Regions from separate parts of the Urocitellus parryii genome. Here region 1 is linked to region 2. A link is a contact called in public Hi-C data. All regions are on one chromosome and are shown on one strand. Each heading gives the region's core, a stretch centred on a gene start, on an enhancer-like site or on the middle of the called end of the contact. The rest is flanking DNA. Distances are from core to core; before and after follow the strand shown.

Region 1 (3,730 bases), core at 548-3,047, 210 kb before region 2:
TTAACAAAAATATTAACAAGCCAAATTTGAGAGCATCTGCACCCCAGGTAGAAAAGTCAACAAACTAAGACTCTGAAGACTCTCAAAATCCCCACCCCCCACCCCCACCCCACCCCCTCTGGAAAAAGTATTTCCCAGGGACACAGTGCCCTGCATCTTTGCACAACTCCTAGGTAAAAGGACCCCCACCCTCTTAGTGTGGTTTATTCTCTGGGAGGAAGGAGGAAGGAGGAAGCAGGCCAAAGGAGATGTGCACAGCCTAAAGATAGATTCCTGGGAAAACACTGGAGCTTAAGCTATCAGAGGGAGTGAGGATTGTGTGTGAAACCAAGAACTACGGGGTGCAAGTGGGGGAAGGGTTGTACTTTTCCTGTCTCCATCTTTTCCATCAGATGATGTTTGGACATATCATTAGATAACCCATTGAGGGGAGATTCCATTGGGCGGGAAGGATGGGGGAGGGGGCTCCCATCCAGGATAGGTATGGAGTGGGGACTGGAGTTAGATGGGGTTATGGTGACTAAAATGCATGCATGCAAAGGAGGGACGTGGGCAAGAATTGGATTTGAGCATGGTGCAAAGAAAACAGAAGATATGAAGGCTCGATCTGAGAAATTTCAGGGAAGTGGAAGCATCTGGGGACATTCAGAACGGTGGGTCTGTGCGCGTTTCAGGGGATTCGTAAAGTGATCAAGGGGTTTTGAGGGCTACAGGAGATGCGAAGGTGTGACGGGGGAGGGGGAGAAGGTAGGGTCTGGGGAGTAAGAGGCAGATTTGGCAGCAGGGTTGTCAAGGGGTTATTTCTAGGGACCCGCAAGGAATGGGAAGGTCGGGCCGCGCACCGTGCCTGGATCCCCGCCCCCAGCCCTGGGGACTCCACCGCCCGCTTGCCCGGGGCTTCCTAGGGAGGGAGCAGAGACTGCGGCGCGGCGCGACGCGGCCTCAGTAGAGCCGCCTCGTCCCCGCCCCGCCGCGCCCCGACTCACATCGCCCCTCGGCCCGGGCGGCGCCGGGCCCCGCTCCCGGGTCCCGCTGCAGTAACCGCCGCCCGCCCGGAGCTAAGGCCTCCCCGCCCCGCCCCGCGGCCGCGGGGTCGGAGGTCACCAGCAGCACCAACGAGACGCTGCGGGCGGGCGGACCCGAGCGGGGGCGACCGGCGCACAGCCTAGAAGGTCCCTTTGGAGGACTTTGCAGTCGGGAACAGGGAGCATGCGCAGACGCCAGAGGGCGCTCCCGGTCAGCGGCTGGGAACCCTGGCGGGAGCGGGGCGGGGCCTAAAGCGGAGGCGGGGCTGAGGAGGCACGAAAGATAGGGGAGAAGGTCCGAGGGATAAAAAGGGAGAAGAGCGGGACCCTAGAGGGCTGAGGAGAGGAAAAACGGCGGGGGGACCAACGGGGACAAGAAGACGGGAACGGGAGGGAAGCACACCGAGAGGGGTAGGGTTGGGGCCAGAGGGGAGGTCTGAGGGGACCTGGGACCCTCCGGGGAGCAGAGGCTGCAGACTCCGCTGTGCGCTTTCTTTCTCCGCGCGGCTAAGAACCTGGGCGGAGTCCCGGCGCAAAGCCCACGCCTGGCGAGGGCAAGGCAGCCTGCTCTGTCTCCACCCTGGGATCCCACGAATGCTCTTCTTAAGTCCCCCCTCCCCGCGGCGCCCCTCTCCACCAGCCGGACCGGGCGGGAGGGCGAGGACCGCTGGGGAAGCGGGGGAGGAAGGGCCGCACCTACCCCGCGGGCAGAGGCGGGGGGCGGGGCTAGGGGCGGGTCGGACGGCGGGTCTGTCCAGAACAGCGCGGACACCGGCTGGAAGCTGCGGTGAGGCCCCGGCGGAGTCCCGGTCCCCTTCCCTAGGCTACTAGCCAGACAAGGAGCCCGAGTAGACTTGGAAACCACACCACCCCATATCCCCTCTCTGCGGGTGGGCCCCATAAAGTCCTAGAAAAACTTTGGGATCTATTAAGAGGGCACTTGGCGGTACCGGACACTCCCCGCCCCTTTCCCCCCCACTGTCCGGGGGAAACCCCTTCCCTCCTGCTCGCCAACCCCTAGAGCCTGTCGGACTCTGCCCTTCTAGGCAGGCGTGGGTTGAGGATTTCTATACTCCCTGAGCGTGGTTCCACCTGCGGGGAGGCGGCAGTTCAACCCTGTCCCTCATCTGGGGAGAGGAGGGAGGGGAAATATGGCATGTTAGTAAGGTGGGGTCCAGTGCTAGGTGGAGGTAAGTTAGGCTGCTCTGGGTAGAGATGGGGGAAGAGTGAGAGACAAAGATCTGAGCGCTGTATCTAAATTCGGACAATTCCGTGCTGAACTTCAGTTATTAGCTAACCTAGAAGAAAGTGCAAATCCCCTTCTGAGGTCCCATATGTCCCCCTTCTTGCTATCTAGAGCAGGGTCAGTGCTGTTAGGGGAAGTTGCTACTCTTGGCTCCCAGTTTGAATAGTCCATCCTGGCTGTCTTCTACAGGAAATCTGCCTGACCTGAGGACAGAACAGGAAGGAAGCAGGTGGGTGTGGAGCCAGAAAGAAGGGAAGGGTGGCACAGGACATTTGAAACAGGGCTGAGGAGGATTCAGGCCTGGGAAGCACTGATAACTGTTATGGTCCAAACCTGGGCCCAACTCCAAAGTCATGTCTTAAAAGAGGCCAGAGATTTAATATTTACCCCCCTATTCCCAGCTGCTGTTAGACTCCATCCAGCTCTGAGGCCACCTCCTCCTAAAGCTTCCTTTAGCTTTCTAGTGTGACCTTGGACATATTAAAGTTTGTTTCAGCTGTAAAATGGGACAAAATAAACTGTTTTATAGGATTATTGTGGGGATGGATTATATTATGTAAAATCCTAAAATTGTCCCTGGCACAGAGTAAACGAAAAAATTAACTATGGTAGTCCTCCCCACCACCAGCCCCACTGAACTCAGGGGCACTTTACCACTGAGCTAAGTCCCTACCCCTTTTTTTATATTGAGACAGGGTCTTGCTAAGTTGCCAAGGTTGGCCTCGAACTTGTGGTTCTCCTGCTTTACCCTTCTGAATAGCTGGGATCACAGCCTGTACCACTGCACACTGGCTGCTATGGTAATGGTAATTTTTTCCCCCAGTGTGTGTGATGTGCCCAGCGTTCTGGTCCCATTCGGTCTGGTTTCATCACTAGCCTATGAATTCTTTGAAGGCAGGGCCCATCTCTATTATACTTCAGTAGTTTCTTTTCACCATCAAGATACTGCAGTCACATCAGGACTTGCTAAGAAAGTCTAAAGAAATGTATTAAGATTATCCAATGAAATTGCTGCCATAGAGGCTGAGGATGTAGCTCAGTGGTAGAGCACTTGCCTAGCATGGGCAAGGCCCTGGGTTCAGTTCCCAGCACTGCAAAAGAAAAATAAAGAAAACAAGAAATAAATAGCTGCTATAAATAAAAGCACAGCGTCTTCCTCTGTCCTACATCTATAGACTAGATGAGCTGAGAGGGACATGGGTTTATGGAGAAATGGAGAGCATTCAGTTGTTTTGGGGTGCCCATGGGCTCACCAAAAAAGCAAAATGCCCTCTCCTCCCACTGTGGGACTCCTTTTCCCTTCCACCCAATCTTGGGAGACTCCAGAATTTGAACTTCAGAAACTCAAGCTGAAAGGCCTCGCCTTGAGATCTGGCTCTGCCACTTATCTGTTTGACCTTGGGTATACCATTCATGTTCACTGATCCTCTGCTTGGCCATATATAAAATGGGGACAACA
Region 2 (4,151 bases), core at 1,443-3,942:
ACAGCGTCCACACCTATAACATGGAGACCATCATAATGACTATTTCTCAGGGCTAACAGGAGATTTAAATGAGATGCTGCATCTAAACTGCTTAGAAGAGCACCTGATAGTTCTGTATAACTTAGCTCACATTCCAAGCCCTTGAGCAAAGGGAAACAGGAAGGAGAAGCAGTTAGGACCATGGTGATTGGTCATTCAACACTTCTAGGATTATCAGGGATGCTTTAAATTTAAATACCAGGAGGTAAGCGCTCTGACTTGTTTACCATGATGTCTCCAACATCCAGACTGGGCAGAGAGTCTGGCCACAGCAAATAGTGTTAAAAATAAGTTCAGAAATTGTGGTGCTATTCAAATTGCAAAGGATCCAGGAAAGGAAGAGCAGAATCAGCAAGGACACAATGGGAGAGTTTCTTTCCACTCATGTCTGGTCCCAAAGGGAACTGAGGTAGTGGGCAAATGGCAAGAGCTCCTTAGAGGAAACCATCCTGGAGTTCAGGATGGGGAACAGGTGCAAGGATGGTGGACCTTGCTAGTTGCACCCAACTGAGAGTTCCTGGGATCTTGGGAACCAGCCCAGAAACCTGCTTTTCCTTGAATTCATCCTGTTCAGTCCCACCTCTTCTTCAAACCTGACAGTGGGTGAAAGAGGGCAGCAATTGCTCCTAGTGTGTCCCACTGCCTAACAAGATAGGATTCAGCCCATCCAGCTCAGAGGAATGAGTGTCCCCAAAGACTTTCCACAAAATTCTGTCTGGTGAACTAGTCATCCTCCAGAATCCAACTCAAATGTTGGGTTCTGGAGGATGACTAGTACCTATAGATGAACATCACTCCTGCCTTCAGCATCCCACGCAATGCCAAGCACATAGCTGGTGCTCAACCAAGGAAAATGAATCATGCACAGCAGCAAACTTCATATTCTTCTTGTCCACATGTGAAGTGAGACCCGGAAGGCTAAGACCATAATCTGCATAACCACTAAACACCACAGAAGGGAGGATGCTGAGGGGTCCCTCCTTGACCCTGGTTGGTCTCAACACCCACAGACTCCCTACCCATACTGGTCTGCCCTCCACCCCTATCACTGGGGAATAAAGTGAAGCCCCTGGGCTTTCAAGTCAACTAGGAGGGAGGCAATGCAGGTGTGCACACATTTACAAGGCTCATGGAGGCTTCCCTGCCCTTCAACTCCCGGAAGAATAATGCATTAAAAGGGAAAGTGAGCTGAGCTTTGGTGGCCAACGGGGAGGTGATGGGAGCGAGGCAACCCCCTTAACCCACCCACTGACCCCTAACTCGGGGTCTCCAGCTTCGTCTTTAAGCAAAACCCCAGAGAAAGGCATAGATGTCCATCTATCCTGGCTTCTCCAGCCCCCAAGCCTACCTCTTTGGCAGGCGAGCCCCCCGGAGCACCGACTGTTGGCTGCAGACTCTCTCTCCCGCCGCCCAGGCTTCTGTCTTTGGGGAGCGGGGGCTGTCGCAACCCCAATCGCGGGGAGGGGTATACGCCCTCCCCTGGGCGCCCCAAAAGAGCTAGTGTCCACCTCCGCAGGAGCGGCGTGTTTACAAAGTTCTCGCAGCGCCGCAGATTCCGAGTTTAAAGCTGGGCAGGAAGTGGGGAAGAGGGGGCGGGGGAGACAAAGGGGCTGGGTGCTCAGCTCCGCCAAGGCTGGGTCCCCCACACCCCCAGGCGCCGCGGGGCTGCTCAATCGGCGCCGCCCCCACCCCAGCCCCGCCACTCGCGACCTGCAGACCCCGCCCCACGTGCCCTGGATTAGGGGACGGGCGACCGCAGCTCAGGTGTGGGCAGCAGGGCGGGCGCAGGCAGGTTCGGCAGCTGCCTTCTTGGGGTTCGCAACTCCGGCGTGCGCTATCCAGGAAGTAAACAACAACAGCAGGCGTGATTTCTTAACTCTTTCTGCACGCCAAGCACCGTGACAACACTGTGATCTTATTTTCCCCTGCGCGGACGACTAAGGTGCTTCGAGGTCCCTTCCTTCGAAGAACCCGCCGACAGGCGAGTGACAAAACCACTAGCAGACGCGTGGACCCAACGCCCTAGTGAGGCGGGAAAGGGACAAGGTTTCTCTGCTCGCCTCGCAATCACTAGCGGATGAATAGAGAGCGAGAGCGCAGCGAGATGTAGTGGAAGACCCCGGACTAGGTGGCCCTTAGGCTCTGCTTCCAAGTGGGCCTTGGTGGCTGCGGGGCCATGAGGACAAATTCATGCGGTGGGACGCTCTAGGGTTGCCCAAAATTACCGGCTCAGGAAAACCATCTGAGGAGCTTGTTAATAACAAGACCCTCTCCCACGGTGAAGGCACTGGGACTGGGATGGCCCAACCAGGTGTTGCTAACCTGATAAATTTGGAAACCTCTGCGAATGCAGGCGACTTCCAGGGGTCCTCTCAGGATTATGCTCTTTATGAGAAACGATTCACATTAAAATAATTTATTTTTAATCAGTAAAACCCAAAGTGCGTTTTCCTGGCCTATTCCCTAGCTCACCGAAGGCCTCAAGAATAATTCTCTCACAAAAGTTCGCGTAACTCAGAGTCATCGACGCTCCTCACCCCCAGTGCCACTGGGCTTCCGAAAACCTGGGGGGCGCGCGCCGCCCCGCCTCTCCCCGACTCCCCGCCCCGTGACTACAAGTCCCATCCCACCCCGCGCTCGCGCACACGACGCCAGAGCAAGATGGCCGACACGGCGGCCGCAGCCGGGGCCGGCAGCTCCGGAACGGTAAGGGAAGGAGGCGCAGGGCTGAAGCCCAGAGAGTTTGGGCATTCTGTAACTTTGCCCTGGCCTGGGCAACACGCTCATGCCCAGAAATCCAGCCCCACCAGGAGCTCTGAGAGGAGGAGGGTGTTTCAGGCCGAACGTCTCCCCCCCTCCTTAGGACTTGGCGACGGCCTCCTAAGTTGGTGGATCTGCGTCTTGATTGGCCAGTTCTCTGTTGGGTGGGTGGGAACCCGGAACACCTTCTGATTGGTCCAAAGAAGCCGTTTTCACCTTCTTATTGGCCATCTAAAGTTGGGAAGGATTCCGTTTCAAAATATTTAGCTTCTCTACATTTCTGTGCGATTATCCTTTGCCTTGATGTCTTCAGCTTTATGTGTTATTGTTTTATTTTTCCTTGCTAATGAAATAGTATAGAGATGGAACAAGAGAGAGATTATTTCTTTTGGCGGAAGTAGATTTATTCAATCTTTTCATACATGTTTCTTCAGCTATATTTTCTGATAATCTCTTAACACAGAAAGTGGGGGGAAAAAGCTGTTTTTCCTCCTGGAACGTTTTAGTTTGGAAGAAAGGTTATCTCTTATTTAGAGTTTGGAAGAAAGGTTATCTCTTATTTAGAGCACCCTGGGTGGTAAAGTATTACTTAGTTGGTCAAGATTTATAATTCTGAATATTAAGCATTGCTAAGTATATAGCAAAAGAACTTTGGCTTGCCATTGATGATGTGGGAACTATGTGATTGTATCCTTGTCCTGTGGTTGAAAGTCTTCCCCTGCTCTCCTGCCAATTTCACAGAGATCAGGAAGTAAACAGTCCACTAACCCTGCAGATAACTATCATCTGGCCCGGAGGAGAACCCTGCAAGTGGTTGTGAGCTCCTTGCTCACAGAAGCAGGGTTTGAGAGTGCTGAAAAAGCATCTGTGGAAACATTGACAGAAATGCTGCAAAGCTGTGAGTACCAGGAAACACTAGGCTGTCTTCTAGTCAACCCAACATCAGATCTATGCCTTGTACTGCAATGGTGTTAGGACTTAAGGCAAAAGCGGGGGTGGGGAATGAAGTGACTTACAGGCTTCAGAATCAGATAGGCTTGGGTATAAGTCATTATTATGTCCCTTAATAACTTAGGCAAGTCACTAAACCTCCCATACCTCAGTTTCCTCATTTGTGAAATGGGGTAATAAATTGTACCTCAGGGAGTTGTGAGTATAAGTGAGATTTAAATGTAAAACATTCTGAGATAGGAAAATTGTAAGCTCTTGATTATTCTCTTATTATTGTTATTTCTCTTTCTCTCCCTGCTTCCATCCGTTTCTTTTTTTTTTTTCTTTCCTCTCTCTCTCTCTTTCTCTCTCTCTCAGGGGGTTTGTATATGTTCCTAGGGATTAAACCTAGGGGCACTCTA

Evidence for each region. Hi-C and Micro-C count contacts between places; a contact is called where the count stands out from the background.
Region 1: a contact with region 2 is called in a Hi-C map of muscle, with 4 times the contacts expected there. The contact joins the promoter of Prickle4 here to the promoter of Taf8 in region 2. A contact is called at or near these places in 2 of 2 Hi-C or Micro-C datasets (liver and muscle).

Annotation. Positions count from the first base shown.
Region 1 is chr8:109,197,003-109,200,732 of mUroPar1.hap1, reverse strand. It overlaps Prickle4 (prickle planar cell polarity protein 4), which reads left to right and starts at 1,797. Exons shown (of 7, transcript XM_026383686.2): 1 at 1,797-1,812. It overlaps Frs3 (fibroblast growth factor receptor substrate 3), which reads right to left and starts at 1,070. Exons shown (of 7, transcript XM_026383570.2): 1 at 987-1,070.
Region 2 is chr8:108,986,349-108,990,499 of mUroPar1.hap1, reverse strand. Taf8 (TATA-box binding protein associated factor 8) reads left to right here and starts at 2,692. Exons shown (of 8, transcript XM_026383552.2): 1 at 2,692-2,745; 2 at 3,541-3,697. The coding sequence starts at 2,701. It overlaps Ccnd3 (cyclin D3), which reads right to left and starts at 1,574. Exons shown (of 5, transcript XM_026383491.2): 1 at 1,388-1,574.